Linked DNA regions of Mus musculus: regions 1, 2, 3 and 5 are each linked to region 4. A link is a contact called in public HiChIP or PLAC-seq and promoter capture Hi-C data. All regions are on one chromosome and are shown on one strand. The core of a region is the stretch at or near the end of the contact, and the rest is flanking DNA. Distances in the headings are between cores, read along the strand shown. Region 1 has its middle 19 kb from the start of Slc4a7. Region 2 has its middle 70 kb from the start of Slc4a7. Region 3 overlaps Slc4a7 (solute carrier family 4, sodium bicarbonate cotransporter, member 7). Region 4 holds the start of Oxsm (3-oxoacyl-ACP synthase, mitochondrial). Region 5 has its middle 5.8 kb from the start of Gm32121.

Region 1 (4,803 bases), core at 556-3,055, 1.6 Mb after region 4:
GTAAATGCCAGATGGAGCTTTGTGAGCACTGAGTAACACCCTTGGCATGAAATCCACCGGGAAACTTTCCACGTTGCTATTGCCTCCCTTTCGATGCTTGTGGGCCAAATGACCGGCAAGAGGAAACTGTCTCTGTGGCCGCTCATGCACAGCCCTGGGTACCTAGTGAAGCTAGCAATAACTTCCCGTTCTTCCCTGTCCTTACTCCAGACACCATGCTTCAACTCAGCGTGGGTTGGTTCCTCTAGTTCCTCAGGATTCATGTGGTAACCTCAGAGGATACAAGCCAATCTCCATGTCAAAACAAGCAAGGACTTACCATTGTCATGATGGAGAGGGAGTAGGCAGGTCTTGGCCTGCATCTTCTAGGTATCCTATGCAAGCTTCAGACTGCTGGTATCTACCTCCATCAGAGACCACTTCCCTAAACTCAGGAAGATGTCTCTCCCTGTGCTTAAAGCAGGCTTGAGTTTAGGCCACCCAGCAGTGGCTCTTGGCATGACAGAAAATTCTTAGAATGGGTTTCAAAGCCAGGACCACTAAGATCTCTCTCTCTCTCTCTCTCTCTCTCTCTCTCTCTCTCCCTCCCTCCCTCCCTCCCTCCCTCCCTCCCTCCCTCCCTCCCTCTCTCTCTCTCTCTCTCTCTCCTTACCCCCACAAGCTTTTTTTCACTTTTAGAAATGCAATAATAAGCCAAGACTCAGATTTGTTAAATGTAGTAATTTCACAGCATCTGAATTCTTTTTACAGCTTCTCTATGCTCTTGACTTGTTCAGCTGAATGGATGAGCTCTGCTGTAAACAGTTTTAAAGAATGAGTCTCCAATCATTTTTAATGCATTTTGAAGGTTCCACCTCTGAGTCACTGCTCACAGGTGTTTTTCGTAGTTAATCGTGGTAGCAGTGACCTTGGCTCCTCTAATCTCTATATTCAATTAGAATACACAATATGAACTGTGGCCCAGGATTAAGAAACAAAACTGATTTTTTTGAGACAGGATCTTATTACACAGACTAACTTCCAGTTGGTCCCCAGAGTGGTGTGACTATGGCACCATACCACTATGTTTTAGTTTTAGTTAATTTTCATTTTATTCTGTACTTTTTCCTTACTACAATGTTTTTTTTTCTGTAATTTTTTTGTTTATTTCTCCTTTTTTTTCTGAGTGACAAAGTGAATGTTAATACTTTTTTTTTAGTTCCTCACAGATTAATGAACTCTTCTTTGCCTGATAGTTCATAATTCGCATCCTTTCCAGAAACTGTCTGGAGTTGGAGAAAGCCACCTTGATAAAGATCACAGAATTTCCAGGGGACTGCAGTAACTCCAGAGGCCTGGGCCCTGCCTCAGTCTGAAGGGCTGTCCTGCACAGCAGCAATGTCCTTCCTTGTCACAGTGCTGCTTCTGAGAGTTCAAACCATGGAACTTCTGCAGAAAAATCTGAGTCTGGATTCCAGGAATGTTCCTAGAACTTCTAAATAAAATGAAAGGACCAAGACAGGTAGAACGTGCTGAGACTGAGGCTTGGTGGTACAGCTCCTGCTGAGTGGTTTCGAGGCCCAGGGCTCTATCCTGGCATTGCACAGAAAGGGAGAAAAAAGAGGAAATGAAAATAAAAGTGTTTTCATCTTCGGCTGTAGCTATTGCTCAGTGGTAGAGTTTATGCTGTATTTGCTTAGCATGTATGAGGTGCTAGCTTTGACCCCCACATACATAGCTGTCAGCTATGTCTCTCTTCAAGTCGTATATAAAAATGGTGTCATAAAAATCAAGAGATACCATGCATATTTGTCTATTTTACTAACAAAAACTTAGGAGAGAAATAAAATACATATGTATTTGCTTGACACACAAAATAAATGTAACGGCCCCTCAAGTAGGAAAGGAAATTCACGGGTGTTTCTTGAATTTTTTATTACTTTTTTTTAAATAATAAAGTGCCATTTACACTCATCTCATAATTGAAAGATTATGATGCCTTTTAAGTACAAATAATTGTGAAGATTTTTTTGGACTGAAACATTTCACCTCTCTCTGTCTCTCTGTCTCTGTCTCTGTCTCTCTGTCTCTGTCTCTCTCTCTCTCTCTCTCTCTCTCTCTCTCTCTCTCTCTCTCTTGTGTGTGTGTGTGTGTGTGTGTCTTACATTTGGAAGCTAGAGGCCAATGTCATTCCCTCAATGACTAATTATTCACCTTTATTTTCTTTGGACAGAACCTGGAAATGACTGATTCAGCTATGCTGTCTGGCCAGGACACTCCAGGGATCCTATTTCCACCTTCCCAGCACTGAGATTGTAGACTTTTACCACAATGCTCAGCTTTTGTCCATGGATTCTGGGACCCAGCAGATCCTAATGCAGGCATGCTAAACACTCTACCAACTAAGCCATCTCTTCAGCCCCTATATTTTAAACTTATTTAGGTATGAAAAAAATTGAAAGGAAACTTTTTAAATCTATTGATATTGTTTCATTGAGACAGGATCTTTCCATGAGGCCCTCGACAGCCTAGGAGTCATCGTGTAGACCAGACTGGCCTCAAAAGTGTGGTGTGCTTATGTCTGCTCAGGGCTAAGATTGCCCCTGTGAACCACAATACCTGCCTTGTATGACAGTTTCAAAGCTTAGCATACTTAAAGCACCCTATCATGACCTCTATGGCAATGCATTCTTTCCTCACCTTCACAGTGATGGAAACAAATCGAGAACCTCAAACACACTAGAATCCTTTTTTTTTTTCGATTTTTTTATTAGGTATTTAGCTCATTTACATTTCCAATGCTATACCAAAAGTCCCCCATACCCACCCACCCCCACTCCCCTACCCACCCACTCCCCCTTTTTGGCCCTGGCGTTCCCCTGTACTGGGGCATATAAAGTTTGCATGTCCAATGAGCCTCTGTTTCCAGTGATGGCCGACTAAGCCATCTTTTGATACATATGCAGCTAGAGTCAAGAGCTCCGGGGTACTGGTTAGTTCATATTGTTGTTCCACCTATAGGGTTGCAGATCCCTTTAGCTCCTTGGGTACTTTCTCTAGCTCCTCCATTGGGAGCCCTGTGATCCATCCATTAGCTGACTGTGAACATCCACTTCTGTGTTTGCTAGGCCCCGGCATAGTCTCACAAGAGAATCCTAATTACCACGGGCTGCAAGTCTCATTACATGCTCATGGTCATCCTTGGTGGATTTATATGAAATTAATTCCTACTAACTTTTTGCAAACCCAGTCAAAACAAATGAATACAAAATGGTAAGTGGGGGCTTTAGTTGTTTATTTTGAGACATATTCTTGTAATATGGCCCATGAGGGCCCTCCAACTTGTAAGCCTCCCGCCTCTACCTCCTGCACACATGTGTGTGCCACCGCACCTGGTAAGCAGGGGGCAAGGAGCTAGTTTTAAATAAGAGACAAGATTATTCATGAGAACATTCAAATGTGAAATAGTAAAGTGAATAGTGAATAGTAAAGTGAACCTAAGAGCAAGGAAGAAAATGGCCAGACATGTTGGTGTACACCTCTAATCTTAGCACTCAGGAAGCTGAGAGAAGAGAACCACCAGATGGGCTACTCTACCCCAAAACACAAAGGAAAGAAATGATAAAAGGCTATGCTTCTGCAGGGCAGGCACATCAATTACCCTTTCCCTGCTACCTGCTCCTGCCAGGTTATAGTCTGCTGGTGTGAATGTTTCATGTCTTCCTCGGCTCGCAAACTCATATGTCAAAATTCAAGATTTCGAGGTGACAGTGTAGGAAGTGGGCCTTTGGGAGGTGGTTGGTCAGAGAGGCCGCCAGCCTTTTGAGAGTCCTGAATGAGTCCTCTTGTTACCCTTTCTACCGGGGCGTTTTCAGTGAGATGACTGAATCCCATCAACCTGACACTGGATAAAACCCATACTGCTTAAAGTCTGAAGATTTAGGAGCTGAGATCTGTCCAGGAGCAATCAGGTTGGCCAAAGGGTGAGCAATCTGGAAAAGATAAGGAGGGTCTACGTCAAAGCTCTATCTTCTGGAGCTCAGCGGCATTGGGGGTTTTCTAGGGAGAGGACGGAGGGTCAGGGCAGAAAACCTGCACGCTGCGCGTCAACCTCATCCTCTATCTTTAAAGTAAAGTTTTGGATTCACGTGTAAAGTAAACAACACATTTCATTAAGGCATGTTAATACATCTGGATCATTGTACTTTCTTCTCCATTTCTGGCCTATGGTATTTTCTGCAAATTAAATCTTATAGTAACTAAAGTAAGGAGGAGTATTAGAAAGGTCACCAGATATTCTAGGGCCTGTCTATCTAAGGAGCAGTCATTTTTCTATCTCAAATGTTAGGTGGACTTCTCTTTTGAGTTTTGAATGTCCAAGGAAAGGACAATCTTCTGTATAGTGAGGATTAGTGAAGGGCAATGGACCAGGAGGGAGAGTCTGAAGGGGCAACCCTGATATGAAGAATGCTGTGGTTTGCACCCAGCCTGAGGTACTGAATGTCTTGAGTTTGAACTCCCAGTCTCTTCCATGTAATTTCTGTAGTAGCCTAAATTCAGTAGGACATAGGAGGAGTCAGTTATGTGAGCCGTAATAAGCAGGCCTTAAAATATATAACAAGGGACATGATAGACGTTTGCTTCTTACTATTTAAGTCATGGTTTCTGGCTGGCAGGTCGTTTTTCCTCTCCCTTGTCCTCATCATGCTACCCAAAGCTCACCAGGCAGGGCTGCCTTCTCCAAGGCCTCACTGGGCTTGGCTAGTAACAGGGTAAAGCAGGAGACAGCCTTGTGGTTTGAAGTAAAAAGAGGAAACTTACTTT
Region 2 (4,877 bases), core at 465-2,964, 1.6 Mb after region 4:
GACTTCATACATGCTAGGCAAGCATTTAACCAACTAAGATACACACTCAGCCCTTACTTAAAAACATAAACTCCAGTTTGCAGCACTTTGTCATCTCATCTGTGAGGTATGAACTCATTTCTTTTTTTCTCTGAAACTGGCCTCTTCTGCACAGAAAGGACTACCACACTTTCAAATACTATGCTTTTGCAAGAGACCACAGGATTCATAATCAATGTCTATCCTGAAAAGCTCCATGGCAGCTGTGCAGGAGGTGTGATGTGAGTCTGGTACAACTTGGTAGGTAGCTCATAGCTAAAGAACCAAGCCAGCATGGGAGACACGCCCCAGAGGCTTGATTCTTAGCTATACCAAACATTGAACTTAGGAGCAGAATGAGCTGCTGTGATAACATCTGACACTATCTCATTGGTCCCCTTTCTGAGAAGGTGTACTCAATATTAAGTAAGATGCAAGCTGAATTATTCTGGAAAGAGCAGATAGATAAAGTTAGCCAGAGACAGGTTTGTTAGCCACAAAGACACAATTAGGTGTGTTGATTTGGAATAGGCCTTGAGTGTCTCTTACATATATGTGTGTACAAAGTAATTAGTTCAGGAGTTCATTTGTAATAACCTAAGATACTTATCTTGAAAAACAAGGCAGTGTGACTCAAGAAAGAGCTCAGCAGTTAAGAACACTTCTTGTTCTTGCAGAGGACCCAGGTTTGTTTCCCAGAATCCTCATGGTGGGGGTCAATTATCTGTAACTCCAGTTCCAGGGGGATATAGCGCCCCTTCTGGCCACAGGAAGCAGTTTCTCCACATTCTGTACTAGACATCTATTTGGGCAAAACACCCATACACGGAGAATATAAACAAACAAACAAACAAACAAACAAACAAACAGCAAACTCAAGAAAACAAGACATGGATTCTGTTTACTTTTAAATGTCAATGCCCCAGGAAGACAGCCCCAAGTTTATCTGTTTTCCTCTTTGTAGTGAGGTGATGAGGTGCTTTCTCCTATAAATGAGAGAGGGAGCAGGTAACACTCTTTTCTTCCTCAGTGGTCAGGCTGAGAAGCCCCAGGCTTGGTTTTCATGGTCCAGACATTTCAGCCAAGTATCTGTACAGGCACCTGTATTTATGCTGTATTATGTTTCTATGTATTTATGCTAGGAATGGCAGTCTCCTGCTGCATACAAAAGGCCCAGTTTCAAATTTCAATCTCCACATTCCACTGGGCTGAAATTCAAAGCTTTTGCGGGTCTCCCTGAAGGCTTCTGGCTCAGTTGGGCTTGGACTGTGGACTCGGCTGCCCTGCCAGCCCCCCAGCCACAGCCACCTATTTTTACTTTGGCCACTCTTTCCGCTTGCCTAGGTCACATCCTTAAAAGACTCAGCCGTTCTCAACTCTCTTCTTCCTCTTTCCCGCTGTAGTTTTCAAATCTTACACACTTACCAAAGAAAGAGCGAATCTCAAAGTAAAGGCGGACGTATAAAATCAAGCCACCAACGCCCAAGTCCCACTTCTAAACGCCACAGATATTTGTTTCTTTTTACTCATTGCACCCCCCACCCCCTCCCGACTGAGAGGAGCAACGGCAGGAAGGGTGGTGACTCAAAGCCAGAGCCCCAAAAAACAAACACCCACGAATGACTCAGAAGCCGGAGCCGGGGAGATTCCAAGGTTTTCCTTACTATAAAATTCATGTGTAGACAGCACCACTGGACCTGTGGGCTCCTTAGAGCCTCGCCACCCCGCCCCTGAGAGGGAGTTTACTGGGTCAGAGAAGGGTGGATAGGACTCGAATTTCTTTTGCCAAATGTCGAGAAAATCCAACATATCCTGTATGAGTCAAAGTGCTTCGCATCTGCTTTAGAGTCTTAGTCACTGCTCTCGCCCCCTTGACTTAATTGTGATTTTAATTAGATGAATGCCTTAGAAGAGGAGGTGGAGGCCTTTCATCTAAAGCGGGGTTTTTTTTTTTTTTCCAGGCTGTGTGGTCTTTTGTTGGCTACTTGGATCTTATAATGATAAAAGGATTACTTTTATTTTAGCACTCCCCCCACCTCCCTCCCCACCCCTGCTTCGCGAAAGTTTAAAGGACCTGAACTTCGAATTTACATTTTTTTATGCCAAAGATGACGGTTTTGTGACAAAACGCTTTGAATTCCCGAGATGAAAGAGAACTCATAAAGAGAAGTTAGCCTCGCTTAATTTCTAAGCAGCTTTTGACATACATGTGTAGACAGATGTAATTCGAGGCAGCTGAGGTTAACTTCTGTGCGCTCCCTCTCTCTAGCCGAATGGAGCGACCTCTTCCTTTCACTCCTCTTCCTGAGCCAGACAGAGCCTATGTGGCCACAGTCAGGCTTGAGTAGTGGAGACACGGGCACCCGCTCCGAGCTCACACCCCGGCCCAGTGCTTTGGCGGGGCTGTGCTGTGGGGGTGGGCACTGTCTCCTTGGGGAAGGAAGAAAAGTGTAGGTCAGAAGGGCAAAAGCGTTCGGGAGGTCTTGCTGGCTTGACTTCCAAAGTCTCCCTGATTGTTGGTGTGATTCTTAGCTTAGGAGACACAGTGTTTGTTAGTCATTCACACTGGGATGATATTTAAATATCCCCAAGAGATTTGGAAGTTGCTTTTGTTCCTACCTGCAGTAGGCACTATCTGTTTCACTCCTGCCCTGTTTCTTCTTAGTTTCACACGTTACTTAACACACACGTGCAACAATGGGTTACCGCAGGAAAATGGAAAATTCCAGCTGTTATTTAAACCATGGGATCCTGAGGGTCCTGCTTAATGTTTCTTTTACCTTTTTTTGTGTTTTCAGGAGAAAACACAAAGGACTTGAACTTGCTCATTGGCTTTCTCTAAGGTTCGGAAGCAACCGAGCTGTACAGTTAAAAGGCAGATGAATGATAATTGCTATCTTCCAAGCCAGTTGATAGAGTCTGTCTGTGGAGGGGAGGTTTAGCTGGCGCCCTGGCTTGGATGTGAACCCTACAGGCTCCCATATTCATTTCGAGCTGATAGCTTGGGGGAAGGGAGGCTCCACAGTAAATTAGGAGGTGGGGCAGAGCAGGAAGAAATGGGCTGCTGGGGAAACAAACCCTGAGAGCTCTAGTCCTTCTTTCCTTCCCGAGGAGTCACAAGCCATGCTACAAGCTCCTTCACAGGTGGAAGCTCCCTGCAGAGGCGTCTCCACCACCTAGCCATCTCCAACCCCAAGGATTGTATTTGCTTCTTAGATCAGTTTCTGGTTTCCTTAGACTTGTCCTCTACTTGTTTGGTGGTACTACTACTACTACTACTACTACTACTACTACTATTTTGGAGACAGGATCTCAATATGTATAGCTTAGGCTGGCCTTGAGTTTGGGTGTTTCTAGTCAATCTCCTGACTATTTCTCGTCTGTCACTGAGACCCCCATTTCCCAAGCATGCACATGTGTACTATATAGCACCTGTACATGCTCAGGTAGGTAGGCCAGAGATAGATACTGGAAGGCTTTCCTTGACTGCTTTCCACCTCAGTTCTTTGGGACAGGGTCTCTCAGTGAGCCGGAAGCTCTCCAGTCTTGAGATCCAAACTCAGGCTCCCCTTCCCTTATAGGATGTGGACTGAGTACACAGCTCTCCACCCCAACACATGTTTTCATTCTTCCTTCTTATTGAAATCTTTTTACACAGTATATTTTGATCATATTCTTTTCCCTCCCCAATCCATCCCAGATAGCCTGCCCACCTCCCTACCACCCAACTTCATGTTCTCTCTTTCTCAAAAGACAAAACAAAACAAAATGAAAGTCAAAGATAACTAAAAAAGAAAAACATAAAATAATGAACAGTAAAACAAAACAAAAAACAAGAGCCAATTTGAACGTGGGCGCTCTCACCTCTCTCTCTCTCTCTCTCTCTCTCTCTCTCTCTCTCTCTCTCCTCTCTCTCCCACACACACTCCTCACACACACACACACAGAGTCCATTTTGTGTTGGTCAATTACTTTTGTGCATGAGCCCTGCCCTAGAATATGATTGGTATAGCCAGTGACAGTGTCCACGTCCCCTTGTCAGCGCTGGGATTTTTGTCTGGCTTGAATCTGTGCAGGTCTTGTGCATGCTGTCAGAGTCTGTGTAAATTTATGTGTGTGGTATGTATGTGTGGTATTCGTAATATGTGGGGTGTGTGTTTTTGTGTTTGTGTATAGTATGGAATGTGTGTGGTGTGTGTTGGGGGTATGTGGGTTTGTGCATGTGTTTGATGGTGTTTGTATGTGTATGTGTGTGTGTGTGTGTGTGTGTGTGTGTGTGTGTGTGCATGGTGTGGTGTGGTGGTGGTGGTGGTGGTGGTGGTGGTGTATGTGTGTATAATGTGCATGTGTATTCCCAGAACTATGAAAACTAGTCACTAGCCTATTGGGTCAAATATTGAACAGAACTTTCTCCTTCTGGTACCAACACTGCAGTGCTCAGGGCAGTTGAAGCTCAGAACCAATTTTCAGCCTTTTGTCTGGGGCATTCCTGAGTAGGCTCAGGGCTTCTTAATGTCTTATAGGGTTGGACAAAAGCTTAGAAAATCATCCCAGTGTCTGAACAAACAACAGCTCACATATGCCATATTGCTCTGGTGAAACTTTCCTTCCCCCTCTTTTAAAGTAACCCAACTCTGTCTTATCCCTTTTTCATTTGGATTTGGAAGTGCCCATCCCAAAGTCTTTCCTAAAGTTAATTGTTTTCAACATTTTACAGGCCTGGAGAGCAATAAATCAGGAGAGGAGAGTCCTAATCTGCAAATCAAATTGGATAAAATTTTTGTCAGCTTATAGAATGCTTTGTCTCTGTCGTTCTTACACACACACACACACACACACACACACACACACACACAAAG
Region 3 (4,946 bases), core at 1,143-3,642, 1.4 Mb after region 4:
TGCAGTTCCCTTTAGCTCCTTGGGTAATTTCTCTAGCTCCTCCATTAGGGGCAAGATCATTTTGTAGCTTTGCAAAGTGACACATTTTCCAGAAAGTCTGCATAAAAGAAAGAGAGAGACAGAGAGAGAGAGAGAGAGAGAGAGAGAGAGAGAGAGAGGGAGAGAGAGAGAGAGAGAGAGAGAGAGAGAGAGAGAGAGAGAGAGGGAGGAAGGAAGGAAGGAAGGAAGGAAGGAAGGAAGGAAAAAGAAAAGAAAATTCAATTCACATTAAAATTGCCTTTTTAAAAGGCACAACATGGAGCCTTTAAAAGTACCAAATTAACTCAGTGGTCAGTTTTTTGGTGAGCACAAATCCTAACGATGTCATCTCACTTGCTCTTCACATTGTCTAATTTTCATTCTAGAGCTGTAAATGAGAATGACCTAAGCAGCCTGGCAACTAGTAAGTGAAGGAGAGAGGGCAGGACCACTGGCTCTGTAGAGATAAAACCCAAGGCTGTGATATTGACAACACCCTTGGGCACAGGGCCCTACCGACCTAAGTATGTATAATACTTAAGCAGGTTTTATGTAGTTAATCAGAGTGAAGGTAGCAGTTGTTAAATAGCCACAGTTGGTTTACAAAAGGTAAAATAAAGTTTTTGATTTAGTCAAGAGTCTCTAGGATACCTGCTAGGGTATCTCAGCAGAAGCAAGAGGGCCAGGAATTCAAAGCTAGCCTGGACTACATGAAATAGTACCTCAAAAAATTAAATCAGCAGGGACTAATATCCAATATATATAAAGAACTCAAGAAGGTGGACTACAGAAAATCAATTAACCCCATTAAAAAATAGGGCTCAGAGCTAAACAAAGAATTCTCACCTGAGGAATACCGAATGGCAGAGAAGCACCTGAAAAAATGTTCAACATCCTTAATCATCAGGGAAATGCTAATCAAAACAACCCTGAGATTCCACCTCATACCAGTCAGAATGGCTAAGATCAAAAATTCAAGTGACAGCAGATGCTGTCCAGGATGTGGAGAAAGAGGAACACTCCTCCATTGTTGGTGGGATTACAAGCTTGTACAACCACTCTGGAAATCAGTTTGGCGGTTCCTCAGAAAATTGGACATAGTACTACCGGAGGATCCTGCAATACCTCTCCTGGGCATGTATCCAGAAGATGTCCCAATAGGTAAGAAGGACACCTGCTCCATTATGTTCATAGCAGCCTTATTTATAATAGCCAGAAGCTGGAAAGAACCCAGATGCCCCTCAACAAAGGAATGATACAGAAAATGTGGTACATTTACACAATGGAGTACTACTCAGCTATTAAAAAGAATGAATTTATGAAATTCCTAGGCAAATGGATGGACCTGGAGGGCATCATCCTGAGTGAGGTAACCCAATCACAAAGGAATTCACACAATATGTACTGATAAGTGGATATTAGCCCAGAAACTTAGGATACCCAAGATATAAGATACAATTTGCTAAACGCATGAAACTCAAGAAGAAGGAAGACCAAAGTGTGGACACTGCCCCTTCTTAGAATTGGGAACAAAACACCCTTGGAAGGAGTTACAGAGACAAAGTTAGGGGCTGTGACAAAAGGATGGACCATCTAGAGACTGCCATATCCGGGGATCCATCCCACAATCAGCTTCCAACACCATTGCATACACTAGCAAGATTTTGCTGAAAGGACCCAGATATAGCTCTCTCTTGTGAGACTATGCAGGGGCCTAGCAAATACAGAAGTGGATGCTCACAGTCAGCTATTGGATAGATCACAGGGCCCCCAATGGAGGAGCTAGAGAAAGTACCCAAGGAGCTAAAGGGATCTGCAACCCTATAGGTGGAACAACATTATGAACTACCCAGTACACAGGAGCTCTTGATTCTAGCTGCGTATATATCAAAAGATGGCCTAGTCGGCCATCACTGGAAAGAGAGGCACATTGGACTTGCAAACTTTATATGCCCCAGTACAGGGGAACACCAGGGACAAAAAGTGGGAGTGGGTGGGTAGGGGAGTGGGGGGGGGGAGGGTATGGGGGACTTTTGGGATAGCATTGGAAATGTAAATGAGGAAAATACCTAATAAAATATTTAAAAAAATTAAACCAGGACAAAAATCAAGTAAGAATTTAAAAGTACAGTTGTATACCGGAAATGAAGCACAGCACTGAACTTCAGAACATAAAACCTCAAGGCTGTTGCTTCCGACTAACAGCCAAAGAAGTCATGGAGTAGCATACAAAGTATTTTTGTAAACCCTAACTACCAAGCAGGAAGTCACTGTGAGAAGCTGAAGATTGACTTTGTCTTCTGTAGGATATCAAATGTGCTTCCTATTTTCTACTTCTCCATAAACTAAGTGTAATACTTTGCTTTCTTTTGCTCCATAAGGCAGTATGACACCCTGGCTCTGGATGACAGATGGTTACTCCAAACATAAGGCTCCAGCATGCACTGTGCACTAAGCATCCATGACCCCACAGACGCTCCACTGTAAGGGTAACTATGGGGGCTGAGCCATGCTTCATTATCTTGTAATACAGTTCAATCCTAGGAGACTTACCCATTTTATGTTGTTGTTTCTTTCCTTTACTATCTTGAAATGAATGTCTAAACTACGCCAAGTAAAATGCATTGAGTCCTAAGAATAGCATAAAGTAAGAAAAGACTGGAGAGTAGGCTCAGTGGTTGAAAACATTTGCAGAGGTCAGAATGCAGTTAGTCAATGAAGACCTTTACGTGGGCCATGGAGGGAAAAAGCAGAAGCACAAACTGTTTTGCAAGCACTGGAAATGAGAAAGACAAGACTGACAAGAGAACTCACCGTAGATCAGGGAGGCAGTAAGCACTACCACAAGAAACAGCCCTAAGCGAAGGATCCCCCTCCTGGTAAACAACAGTCACAATAGTCCTATGTGTGGCAAGTGTAAACTACCTCTCCCAAGTGTAACTGAACTTTCCAAAGCTATATTGTTCTTCATCTCACCCCATGGCTTAACAATTTTACAATGAGACACAAGAAGTTCTTCATATGAAAAACAGGAGCGAAGTCAATCCAAGTCAAAATAAAATTAGTCAAGAAAAACGGGCCTTGAGCAGAGAGATGAGTGTTATCAAGAAAATGTTAACACACCACAGGGTAAAGTTTCTACGTTTAAAACAGAAAGCAAAGTTGGACCGGCATTTAAAATAAACATTACCTTCAACATTTCCCAACTATAAAAAACATTTTTTTCTTCTCTTCCCCCCCCTTCCTCCCTCCCTTCCCGGCCTCTCTCTCTTCCCCCTCTTACACAAGAGCTGGGTGCAGGAGGCAGAAGCCACTCACTTTCCGTTCTCCAGCCTCAGCTTAAACAAAAAACATTTGCAGCACTCCTAACAACAAGGTAAAAAACAACAGCCAAGGCCGTGATATGTAGACTTTTATTGCTCTTTCAACTTACAATAACATCTACAGAAAATAGTTTTCTCTAACAATTAGGAAACAAATGTGAAAGGCAGGATGGTTCACATTATAGACTCAGGTAGAGACTTGTACTTCATATAGATGAAAAATATCAGGTCTACAATTTGTTTAATTGACTTTGGATTTTATTATAAAAGAAAATACCATCGCAATTATAAATGTCATAAAAATTGTAATTGTATTGAGAAGTTACACCAAGGTATCAAATATTATATAAATGGACAATAAATTTAAAATTTAATTTAAGCCTAACATAGTAAACATTGGAAGACACCTTACCCCTACAAAGCCAAAACCAAAGGAGCAAAAGAAAAGCTACAGAACAGAAACAATCAATGTGCAAAAAATGATTAGAAACCAGAGAACTGGGGCTTACCCTCTAAGTACATACAGGTTAAAAATGTAAAACAATCTTTATGTGATTCCTTTTGACCATTTACTTTCCAGAAAGTTAAAAGAGACCTTACAATGATCACATCTTATGATTAGAACACTATTTTAAAAGTTGAATGCAGCTTGGCTTTAAATTTACTTTCTAAAAATAAATAATTGTTGGGACTAAATGAAGACAGTTCATGTATTTGCACTACAAATGATAACAATGATGGAATCTACATAAATAAATTTCAGACATGTAAGTTACTTAAATAAACACTCTGAATTACAATGTTCTTTTAATGGCTCACATATCTGACTCTGTCAGGACACACATGCAGAGCTGCACACACTGCTCAAACTTCAGAAAGCTCTGGCATCACACCTCACTGTCAGAGACCATTCTTCTTTCTGAACAATTTTGAACGTGCCTTTGTGAAAGGAAAGCCAGAAAGCGTATACTCAAGCCAAGCCTTCCAGCATGTGGAAGAAACAAACACTTTGGGGATGAAAACAAGAGTTAGTGATTCTCAGCAGTAAACAAATCTTTATAAATACATGCATTAACACACAAAAACATTTCATCCTACATGTCTTAGAGAAAGCTTGGCAAATCTGAACATTGGTATGCCACGAGTTTTAAAAAAGTTAAGAGAGTTAAGAGTGATTTCATACACATACACAAACACTCACACAATATTTTAAAGACCTTGTACTTTAACTTTTGCATATCTAATATTATTAAAAATATATATAGAATCAACCCTTTAGCATTGGGAAGCTAGTTTACTGTTTTCTCAAAAGCTCCTACTTTAGATTGAAATAGCAATAGAAAGGAAATAAGTATCAGATAGTTTACACCAGGTTTCATTATAGTCTTTGTAAACGGACATCTATAAATAAATAAAATATGGTGGAGGGAAGAACGTCCTGAGGTGGCCCCATGGCCGTGGTGTTCAGTAGCACTAAGCTCCGTTTGAAAATCAAGGCATCTAAGAAAGTGCAGGGCTGTGTCTCTGAACTTATTCTGTAAATGGGTATGTACAAATTTAATTATTTTGCACCTTGAGGTAAATCAGTACATAGCAATTACTACT
Region 4 (4,817 bases), core at 1,420-3,919:
CACTGAAAGTAGTAGAGAAAACACCTTTGTTTGCTCTCTTGGCTTCATGCTTGTGGTAAAGGATGTGAACTTTCCATTTCTTCCTATAGCCACCATGCTTGCTGTCTGCTGATATGCTGTCGCCATAACCTTCTGGAAATATCCCTTTGCCTCTGAGCCATTTCTCCCACACCTCATTTTTATTTGTGTGTGTGTGTGTGTGTGTGTGTGTGTGTGTAGCAAGTGCATACACATGCCCTTGCCATGGCATTTGGAGATCAAAGGACAATTTCTGGGAGTTGGTTTTTTTCCTTCCACTGTTAAGAGTTCTGGAAATGGTTGCAAGCCTCAATGGCTGAGCCGTGATGATGCACACCTTTAATCCCGACCCTTGGAGGCAGGGGCAGATGGATCTCTGTGACACTGAGGCCAGCCTGGTCTACAGAGTGAGTTCCAGGACAGCCAGGGCTACACAGTAAAACCTGTCTTGGAAAAAGAAAAAACCAGAGCAAAGAACAACAACAATAACAACAATGACAAAAAAAAAAAACCCAAACCAAAATACACACACACACACACACACACACACACACACACACAGAGAGAGAGAGAGAGAAAGAGAGAGAGAGAGAGAGAGAGAGAGAGAGAGAGAGATGGAATTCAGGTTATCAAGCTATAAAGCTTAGTGGAAGATAACTTTATCTACTAAGTCCAGCTTCTCAAATTTGGCACTGGCCCCAAAGTCCTGGTGTTTTGTCCGTATTGTACTACTGTCTGTTGAAATGCTTGCCTTCCCCTCAGTTACTACACATGTATTCACCCAGTTTACAGATTGAAGTCTAGGTCCACTTCTTTGAAGCATTTCATGACTTAATGAGATAGCACTGACCTTGGTCTCCTTTGTGCTAAAATAATATTACAAACAGAAGTTTAATTGTTTGGATAGAAAGTTTATTTAATTGAGAACTGTATTTGGAAATAAAGCTTTGAACCAGAGAAATAATAAGAGGAGGCAATGATAAGCAAAACCAAGTTGAAGATTTGTATTCATGAATACACCATGATATTTTAGCAAACAATACGGTAATAATTCACATATAGCTGTTATTATGATTTTAAAAACTTCTTAACCCTTTCCAGATGGAAGTAAAATGATCACAGAGAGAAATATAAATATACATTATGGTCTTGTTATATCACGTTTTATGTGGGTGCATTGTTTTGAGAACAATTCTTTCCCTGGGAAGATGTAAACAAATACCCAGCCTCTTTATAAAGCAACAACAATAAATCAAAGCAAAATCCCCAGGTCCGACTTAGGGCACTCTAAGTTTATTCAGCTTACTTCAGAGCATGGGTGAAGGGTTCCTTACAGGAGTAAGTGCCTAGGGCATCTGCACGGCCAGAAAGTTTCACTGCAGCATGGATGATGACATGACTTCTCCATGGCTGCATAGACAGAGTTCCCCTTTCAGCTAACCTTCCACAGTCCACATACCCCAATGCCTTTTGAGATCAGAAATTTGTATGTAAAACAAATTGCCAAAAGGTACTGGAGGAAACAGCACAATTTTCACTGCAGGGAGATCATACTAAGCAAATGGTGAGCTACTGGATCAGGAACAAGTTGAATTTTCTTAAACATTTTAGACAGAGTAGACAATAAATCATATCCAGGAGTAATGAGGAAATAGCTAAACTTACCTCAGATTCTTTTCTACATTTGGAAAGCAAGCATACGTGGCAACGATGGCCTGAAGAGGTTATTGCCCACAAGAAAATATATAATCATGACTACAAGATAGCATAGTCTATCCTTTATCTGAAGAAAAAGCAAAGCTCACACGTGGGACAGACTTGAACAGTTAATAGACATCCCCTGGCTGTGTTGCTACTTATCCTACTTATCCATTACAGATTTATCTCTGAGCAAGTAAAACTTTCGTAAGCTCAGGAATTTCCACTTCAGATATTGGGCAATCTTCTGGTCACTTCCTGTCATGAGTCAGCCCTTTTTATTGTTACAGAAGTAGCTGTTTACATCATTTGCTAAAGTAAATAAAGGTAAGGAAAAATGGAGGTAGAGGGGACACCATAAGCACTGCAGATCACTACAGACGTTAGGTTTTGTTATATTTTAAAGACAAAGTCTTCAGGTTGGTAGCCCAGGCTCCCTTTGCACTCTCTCCACAGCTGAGGACAGAGCTCCTGATCCTCTGCCGCCCAGGTGCTGAAATTGAGCGGTACCATTATCTGATCTCTTTGCAAACCTTTAAAAGTTTTGTAACTAACGTCTCCTAACAAATTCTCAACGTCTTTGCACATTTCTAAGTATTCAGCCATAGTATTATTTTATTGTCTACGTGGCATTTAGATGTTTCCCCAAACGACCTCGGTTTCTTGGTGACATTCTGAAGAGTTCTATGAATATTTTCTACAGAGCTACCAGGGAGGCTACAGCTATAGGTCCTCCCCGGAATGTCCTGGGGAAATGACAGCCGCCCTTCTCTGGCAGCACAGGAATATCTAGGCATTATCGCTGTTGACTAGGTGAGGTTTCCCAAGCGATCAAAACAGGCTCTGAGGCTAGAGCGGGGCACTCACAACCCGGAACCCGGAGGAAGCTCTGGCCGGAGCGTCTGACCTCTGACATCAGGCACCGGGCGGAAACGCTGCGCTGCGGATGAGTGCGCATGCGCACTCGGTGGGCGCCCGCAAAGGCTTGTTTCAGGTAGTGACTGCAGTGTGCACCCGGGTTTCAGGGTAGGGGTGGAGGGCGTCGCGTGGCTGTGAATCCCTGAGAGCTCCTAACGCTGAGCTCGGGAAGTTACACCCGGCCTTCCTAATACGGCGGTGCTGGGCTGTGGCGGGACCGCCTGAAAGGTTATCTGCCCTACACGGAAGTAGATAAAGTGCACAAGGCAGAATGGGCCTGAGGCGGCCTCCTGTGCATTAATCTTAGAAATGCCACATGGACTCAGTCCACACTGTACAGTAATCTTCGGTGAGCCTGAAGAAGGATGCCCCCTGTAGGGTGGGTTGGCGTTGTAAAACCCAGTGAGCTAGCTATCAGTTGACAGTCTGAAGGACCTCATAGATTACAAATAAAAGTTAAGTCCAAGCGAGGGTTGCATTTCTCTGTGACCACAGTCACACCTAGGGTGTGTGTAAGATTCTACTGTCGTTTAAATGATGCTTGCTGTCTCTTGTGGTCTATTCCAGGAATGTGTTTCTGATCTTCTGAATTTCAACCATGTTGTCAAAATGCTTGCAACATTTTCTAAAAGCCACAATCTCCCATCCATATCCAGCGTCATATTCTTGGTTAATAAGCAAACACAGATTTTATGGAACTGTGCCAGCAGCCATGTTGCGCAGACGAGTTGTCATCACAGGCATTGGCCTAGTGACACCACTTGGCGTTGGGACTCAACTAGTTTGGGATCGGCTTCTCCGAGGAGAAAGTGGAATTGTTTCTGTGGTTGGTGATGAGTACAAGAATATCCCTTGCAGTGTAGCTGCTTATGTACCAAGAGGTCCACATGAAGGTCAGTTTAATGAAGAAAACTTTGTGTCCAAATCAGATGCCAAGTCCATGTCTTCTTCCACCATCATGGCTGTTGGGGCAGCAGAGTTGGCCCTGAAAGACTCCGGCTGGCATCCGAAACGAGAAGCAGATCAGGTGGCTACTGGCGTTGCCATTGGCATGGGCATGGTTCCTCTTGAAGTTATTTCTGAAACTGCTTTGCTGTTTCAGACCAAAGGTTATAATAAAGTCAGCCCATTCTTTGTCCCTAAGATTCTGATCAATATGGCTGCAGGCCAGGTTAGCATTCGCTACAAACTCAAGGGCCCCAATCACTCAGTGTCCACAGCCTGCACCACAGGTGCACATGCTGTGGGAGACTCCTTTAGATTCATAGCCCATGGTGACGCAGATGTGATGGTGGCTGGGGGCACAGACTCTTGCATTAGTCCATTATCTCTCGCTGGGTTTTCCAGAGCCCGGGCTCTGAGCTCAAACCCAGATCCTAAGCTAGCCTGCCGGCCGTTTCATCCAGAGAGAGATGGTTTTGTCATGGGTGAGGGAGCTGCTGTGCTGGTGCTGGAAGAACATGAGCATGCTGTTCAGAGAGGAGCTCGGATCTACGCAGAAATTTTGGGTTATGGACTCTCGGGTGATGCCGGTCACATAACTGCCCCCGATCCCGAAGGAGAAGGTGCTTTAAGGTAAAGAACGGTTGTTCTGTTCAAAATATATTTTCCTCTTAAGATACTATATTAAGGCACTATTGGAACTTCAAATTAAAAAAACATTACCTGGTCTTGGTGTATAGTATATATTCTCTTAGATCAAAGGCTTTTTAAAAATTCTTTGCTTGAAATGATTGAAAACATTTGAAAATATTTAAACAAAAATTGAATGGACTTTAGTTAGAGCCAATAGAGTTGTGTCTTTGCTAGCTTCTTATACCCCACCTTCTGTTTGGAAATCATGAGTGTGCTCCCTTCCTCAGCCTCCCTCTGAACACTTATCAGACCTGGAGAATAGAGATAGATGTGTCTAGGTATATTCTGTTCTTTTCAAATCTTTTCAAAGCAGCATTTCTTAGCCCTGAATCACCCAGGAGTCTTGTTAACATGCCAGTTCTGACTGCGGATCTAGATTGATGCTTAAGACTCTACATTTCTAACTAGCTCCAGTCTAAAGACCACACTTTGAAAAAAAGTCCTTGATTATATGATGCCATCTAAGCTTAAACTGTATTATGTTTTATCCAATTAAATCAGCCAGAAGTTTAGCAGGCTTTCCTATAAAGGGACAAAAACTAGCTACT
Region 5 (4,638 bases), core at 253-2,752, 1.2 Mb before region 4:
GTATACTTTGTAAACTTTGTAAACCCTCAAGACAGAATAGTGACCAGGCCTCTGCCTAAAGCTCTCCTTCAGCCAGGCTCTTCCCCAAGACCTCCCTAACTGCCACAATAGCTCTTTCATTCTCTGTAAGTGTCACAAAGGTTATGGCCAATAGCCTCAATAAGGCACTCCCCAGATTATGCTAATTTTATTAGCTATCAAAGTGTGTAAGAGCGTGCACTCTTACACACACACACATACACATAAATTATGAATTTAGTATTGCAGAGAAGGAATGAATACAAAAGACTTGGTATTGCATAAAAAATTATTTTAAAATATTTTACATAGACTTATGTTAGCTTGTCCCTTTCGCTTTTCCTCCTGATGATACTGTTGGAAGATCTTTCCCTTGTCCTATCACTACTGGGCCTCAATCAGAAGAACTCAGGTCACAAAGAGTGCTGTCTGGGCCAGAGATGATTGCCTGGGTAGACATATAGAGATAATTTAAACCTAAATATGTAACACATTTTATTTGTTCTACTTAATTATGAGAAAAGGAAGAAAGCTATTTTAGAAGAGAGATGGTTGCAGCAGAGGTGCTAAACTTCTTATAAAATTCACAGTAACATTGTAAGAAACGGATATAGGATCTTAGTAAAACAACTATGCAATTCAAAGTATTCCAGCAAGGTAAATAGCTCTCAGAATAGCAGAAGGGAGCAAACAAACACCCCTACAGAGGGTTTTTATTCCTAAAGCTAGGAAGTCTCCTGTGTCACATTGAGTAGAGGAATATGACTTCACATTCTTATGCTACTGGGTAATACAGTTTACAGGGAGACAGTAAACTTCAGCATATATTTTTATTCAACATCAGAGGAATTTGAGTTCCTGCCAAGTGGCTTCTTTACAATTATTGTCCGAGTGAAGTTTTACTTATTTAAATCTTTGGAAGAAAAGGCAGTGCATTTTGTTTAGGTTTACTACACATGCTCACACAGTGGGTCTTCCTGAAGGCTCTGTAAGGGAACACTTATAGAGTGTGGCCTTAGGGGTATTCTGTGTAAATTGGTTCTTCATGGACCTGTGAAGCTGTCCTCAGTCTGGACAATCAGCAAACTCTGATAAAGCCCCAACTCTCTACCATGCATTACACAAGGAACTGAGGCAAGCCCTGTCACCAGGAAGAGCTCACATGCTAGAGCTCATTTACTACTGTGCAAGTAACAAAGAGGAAGGAATAGTGCTAAGACATGATGAGAGCCTGCAGGGGCTGGGATAGCAGCAGTGTAGGAGAGATCCAATGTAATGGGCTATGGAGGGTAAGATTGCCTCAGACAAAAAGAGATTTTGTCAAAGAGTAAACGAGAGATCAAAACACTTAGGAAAGTTCAGTGGGTCTAAGGTATGAGAACTGAGAACAAGTGGTCATGTGACGAAGTTACAGAGCCGCATAAGCACTGAAGTCCAGGAAGTGCTGAGTCATGACATGTTGCAAACAGATGAGCATTTTGCAATTGTTTTTCTCACGGTGTGAAAAGTTTGGTCTCTCTTAGATCACTGCAGAAGCCAGCTATGGGGTGAGAATAAGTGTCTGCTCATCTATACAGAAGTATCATCTATACGGAAGTATCATCTATATGGAAGTATCATCTATACGGAAGTATCATCTATACGGAAGTATCATCTATACGGAAGTATCATCTATATGGAAGTATCATCTATATGGAAGTATCATCTATATGGAAGTATCATCTATATGGAAGTATACAGAGTATCTTCTACAGAAGACATTCAGGGAAGGGGGAACAAGGGTCTAGGCTGCCACCATGGCCCAGTCCAGCCTGGTCCAGATAGGAGGTCTTGAGACTGGAATGTGACCAGCTGCCCAGAAGGCACTAGGTGCTCCTATTTGGGTTGTCCATGGCTCATGAGCTCTCCCTGAGGGATGAACTTCCACATGCATCCAGTGCTAAACATCTGCAGGAAGCCCCTCTTGGCCAAGAGCAGTTCTCTGGAAGTAGCTCATGAGCAAGTCAGAAGTAAATCCCAGAGATGCTGAATGAGAGCACAAAAGAACTTCAGGAAACCTGGCAGAGCACTGGGATTATCCTCACTGCCCGGAAAGATGGACAGACAAGGTGTGCTAGCCAAGGTACAGCAGTGCGTACAAAACACTACAGTAACAATTTAAGACCCTGGCAAGCCTTAGCTTACTGGGGACTCCCTGAGTGAACAACACAGAGCCAGGAATCAATGCAAAAAGCAAGAAGAATTTGTTGTTCCAACATGTTGGGGTCGAACATGGAGAGAGAGGACAACCACAAGCAACCTTTATACAGTTCTCCAGGAAGCAGCCATTAGGCACAATGTGATTGGCAGAGCAGTGTGACTTTTAAACTGATTGGTCTATAGGGAATGAGGTAGGTGGCCAAAGGTCTTGGAATGTGTCTACCCCTACCCGCAGGTGGCCGGTGGTCAGTCCCTCCTCCCTGTGGTCTGAGGAATGTAATTAGCCCCTCCCTTCCAGAGGGGAGGGGTGCCTATGTTCTTTATGACCATTTGTTTCCAGGAGGGAAGGGGTCTGGTATAAAGTTCCTTGAGATGCCAAAGCTTTTAAATTCAGACTCCACTTTAGAGAACCTGACCTAACTTTGAACTCAGGTAGACTAACAGGTTGGTATCTAGCATTAGTTTCCAAATTGCCACCAACAAAAGCTGAGCCTAGCTCCAGTATCTAAGCTAATCCTCAACAAAAGCAGATTTTCTAGGTTACACCACCAACAAGACCAGTGTCTCTTGGCCCCCAACAAACCTGCACTCCAGGTTACAAGCCCACCCCTTGAATAATGACCACCAAAGCAGAGGGGAGCAGAAGTTAAGTTTATGATATGACTCCCAGAACCAGCCAGTTATGTTAAAGGCCACAGCAGCTTTCTAATTAGATGCTTGCACGCATATTCCCTGTTTCCTGATTACTAGAAAGCCTTGCCCCGTAGACCTTTGCGTCTTCTCCACCACCAAACCCATCCTGCATGATGGTGGTGCATTGAGGGAGTCTGAGCTAGCTGGAATAGAATAAAGACATTGCTGTGAGCATCAGAATGGCTCCTATGTGTTTTGGGGGATCACGAACATTTCCGTGGCACAACAACCTCTTCAACATAAGCTCAAATAATTATGGACAGTGTTTAAGAAGAAAGGCACCTATAGCCAAGAATATGCTCTACTCTATAAAACACATGTAAAATTTAGAGTAACACTGTGGGAGCATCCCCAGACTTTGAACTGATGCACAAACCAATGGAAATGCTTCCAGTGCGAAGACAGAGCCCAGACTAGGATGGAGCTGAAGAAAAAAAAAAATGTGTGAAGCATCCATTGGCCAGTAAGGAGCTTAGCTACTGGGTTTTAGTTAATTAATTCTTGATACATGGCCTCACCAGCCCTGTCTAGACTGGAATTCTCCATGTAAGCATCGCCAGCCTATAACTCACAGAGATCTGCCTACCTCTCCTTTGCTGAGATTAGAGGTGAGTGCTGTTTGGTTGTTGTTGTTGTTGTTGTTGTTGTTGTTGTTGTTTTAATGAGTCTCAGTCTGTAGAGGAGTACTGAAAAGATCTATGCAGGCATCTCTTCTGCTGTATTCTTAGCTAGTCTCTCAGAGTTTATTTACTAAAAGGAAGACAACATATTTTTTTCTGAAAGTGTTGTTGGTTGGATGCCCTTGGAAAAAGCAAACAGATGAATCAAGGCATTAGTCTCATTAGCTTATACTAAAATTCTGCCCTCTTTCTGAAATACGTCTTTGGCTGCTCTAGTTGGTTTCACTAATGGAAAGACTGGCTGAAAAAGTGTGCAAGAAACATAGTGTACTGATTCCATTTGATAATTGCCTCTAGAGCTCCTTGGGGAAAACACATATCTGAAAATGGAATTTTTATAACATTCTCAAAATAATCCTTGAATAACTTAGAAAATAGGTTTGTCAATTAATCTTTTGTTCAGTGTACATCTTGCAGAGCCAGTCAGTACAGACATGTTCAAAACATTCCTTCCTGTCTTTGGGAATCAGCAATATCTCTTTAGTAACAAGATATATAGAAGACAGTGTCCCAGAGTAGAGGCCAAGTGTGTAGGAGTAAGTTCCCATTGCTTATGGAAGATAGAAAGTGCCGAAAATAAGGCATTTTATTTACCTAGCCACAGAAGTCATGCCTATCATATATTTCTTTTAACTTGGATTTCCTTTCAGGGTAGCAAGAGGCTCTAAAAAAACCCAGCTTTTAAAACATTCTTTCTGTTTTTAAACCTTCCTTGTCCATAGGACTGTACCCCCTGGCTGGTCAGCGGTAATAGCTGGCTTTTGTTTGAGCAGACCTTGTAAGACCTGCCCAGGGTTTTCTTGACAGAACAGCATTTATAGTGGTGCAGTCAACAATGATTGGTTACTCAGAGTCTGTGCTTAAACAAGTCTGGGAAGTGTGAAACTGGCCCAAGTGTAAGAGGCTGGGAGTCCTTCAGAGTAAATGGTCTAGGGTAGAAAAATGGGGACAGAAAGAGTAAAGAATTGTGGCAAACCTGGTTCATGTCAAAAAGGGTTTTAGCCTCTGGCTTGTGAGAGGTTCTGCTCCACAGCAGACTAATAGCATA

The links. Promoter capture Hi-C pulls out the DNA fragments that hold promoters and counts their contacts. HiChIP or PLAC-seq counts read pairs in DNA pulled down with a chosen protein or histone mark.
Region 1: a promoter capture Hi-C map of embryonic stem cells shows a contact between it and region 4, with 2.8 times the contacts expected there. The contact joins the enhancer-like site here to the promoter of Oxsm in region 4. A contact is called at or near these places in 3 of 39 promoter capture datasets (the C10 cell line, embryonic stem cells and hippocampal neurons), 4 of 115 datasets of contacts at active chromatin or transcription factors (acute myeloid leukemia, astrocytes, large pre-B cells and 1 more) and 2 of 9 other capture datasets (liver and macrophages).
Region 2: an H3K27ac HiChIP or PLAC-seq map of double positive thymocytes shows a contact between it and region 4, with 6 times the contacts expected there. The contact joins the enhancer-like site here to the promoter of Oxsm in region 4. A contact is called at or near these places in 2 of 39 promoter capture datasets (the C10 cell line and pre-B cells), 9 of 115 datasets of contacts at active chromatin or transcription factors (the 230-238 cell line, astrocytes, bone marrow-derived dendritic cells and 6 more) and 2 of 9 other capture datasets (adipose tissue and liver).
Region 3: a contact with region 4 is called in an H3K27ac HiChIP or PLAC-seq map of bone marrow-derived dendritic cells, with 8 times the contacts expected there. The contact joins the enhancer-like site here to the promoter of Oxsm in region 4. A contact is called at or near these places in 8 of 39 promoter capture datasets (the 3T3-L1 cell line, the C10 cell line, cranial neural crest and 4 more) and 4 of 115 datasets of contacts at active chromatin or transcription factors (astrocytes, bone marrow-derived dendritic cells, embryonic stem cells and 1 more).
Region 5: an H3K27ac HiChIP or PLAC-seq map of microglia shows a contact between it and region 4, with 5 times the contacts expected there. The contact joins the enhancer-like site here to the promoter of Oxsm in region 4. A contact is called at or near these places in 3 of 39 promoter capture datasets (the 3T3-L1 cell line, cranial neural crest and hippocampal neurons), 4 of 115 datasets of contacts at active chromatin or transcription factors (astrocytes, differentiating embryonic stem cells, microglia and 1 more) and 2 of 9 other capture datasets (adipose tissue and liver).

What each region holds. Positions count from the first base shown.
Region 1 is chr14:14,681,728-14,686,530 of GRCm38.p6, reverse strand. No RefSeq gene overlaps it. Among named protein-coding and RNA genes, the nearest start is that of Slc4a7, 19 kb to the left of the region's middle. Within about 2 kb of position 1,805, at least 59 of the 459 cell types and tissues checked have an H3K27ac peak or open chromatin away from gene starts, as enhancers often do. A contact at or near this core is called in pro-B cells, where this site is marked.
Region 2 is chr14:14,630,103-14,634,979 of GRCm38.p6, reverse strand. No RefSeq gene overlaps it. Among named protein-coding and RNA genes, the nearest start is that of Slc4a7, 70 kb to the left of the region's middle. Within about 2 kb of position 1,714, at least 282 of the 459 cell types and tissues checked have an H3K27ac peak or open chromatin away from gene starts, as enhancers often do. A contact at or near this core is called in the 230-238 cell line, adipose tissue, astrocytes and 7 more, where this site is marked.
Region 3 is chr14:14,798,412-14,803,357 of GRCm38.p6, reverse strand. It overlaps Slc4a7 (solute carrier family 4, sodium bicarbonate cotransporter, member 7), which reads right to left. Exons shown (of 26, transcript NM_001360504.1): 26 at 3,415-4,946. Among named protein-coding and RNA genes, the nearest start is that of Nek10, 20 kb to the left of the region's middle. Within about 2 kb of position 2,392, at least 42 of the 459 cell types and tissues checked have an H3K27ac peak or open chromatin away from gene starts, as enhancers often do. A contact at or near this core is called in bone marrow-derived dendritic cells and neutrophils, where this site is marked.
Region 4 is chr14:16,241,183-16,245,999 of GRCm38.p6, reverse strand. It overlaps Oxsm (3-oxoacyl-ACP synthase, mitochondrial), which reads left to right and starts at 2,669. Exons shown (of 3, transcript NM_001359883.1): 1 at 2,669-2,710; 2 at 3,202-4,209. The coding sequence starts at 3,233.
Region 5 is chr14:17,411,260-17,415,897 of GRCm38.p6, reverse strand. No RefSeq gene overlaps it. Among named protein-coding and RNA genes, the nearest start is that of Gm32121, 5.8 kb to the right of the region's middle. Within about 2 kb of position 1,502, at least 53 of the 459 cell types and tissues checked have an H3K27ac peak or open chromatin away from gene starts, as enhancers often do. A contact at or near this core is called in adipose tissue and microglia, where this site is marked.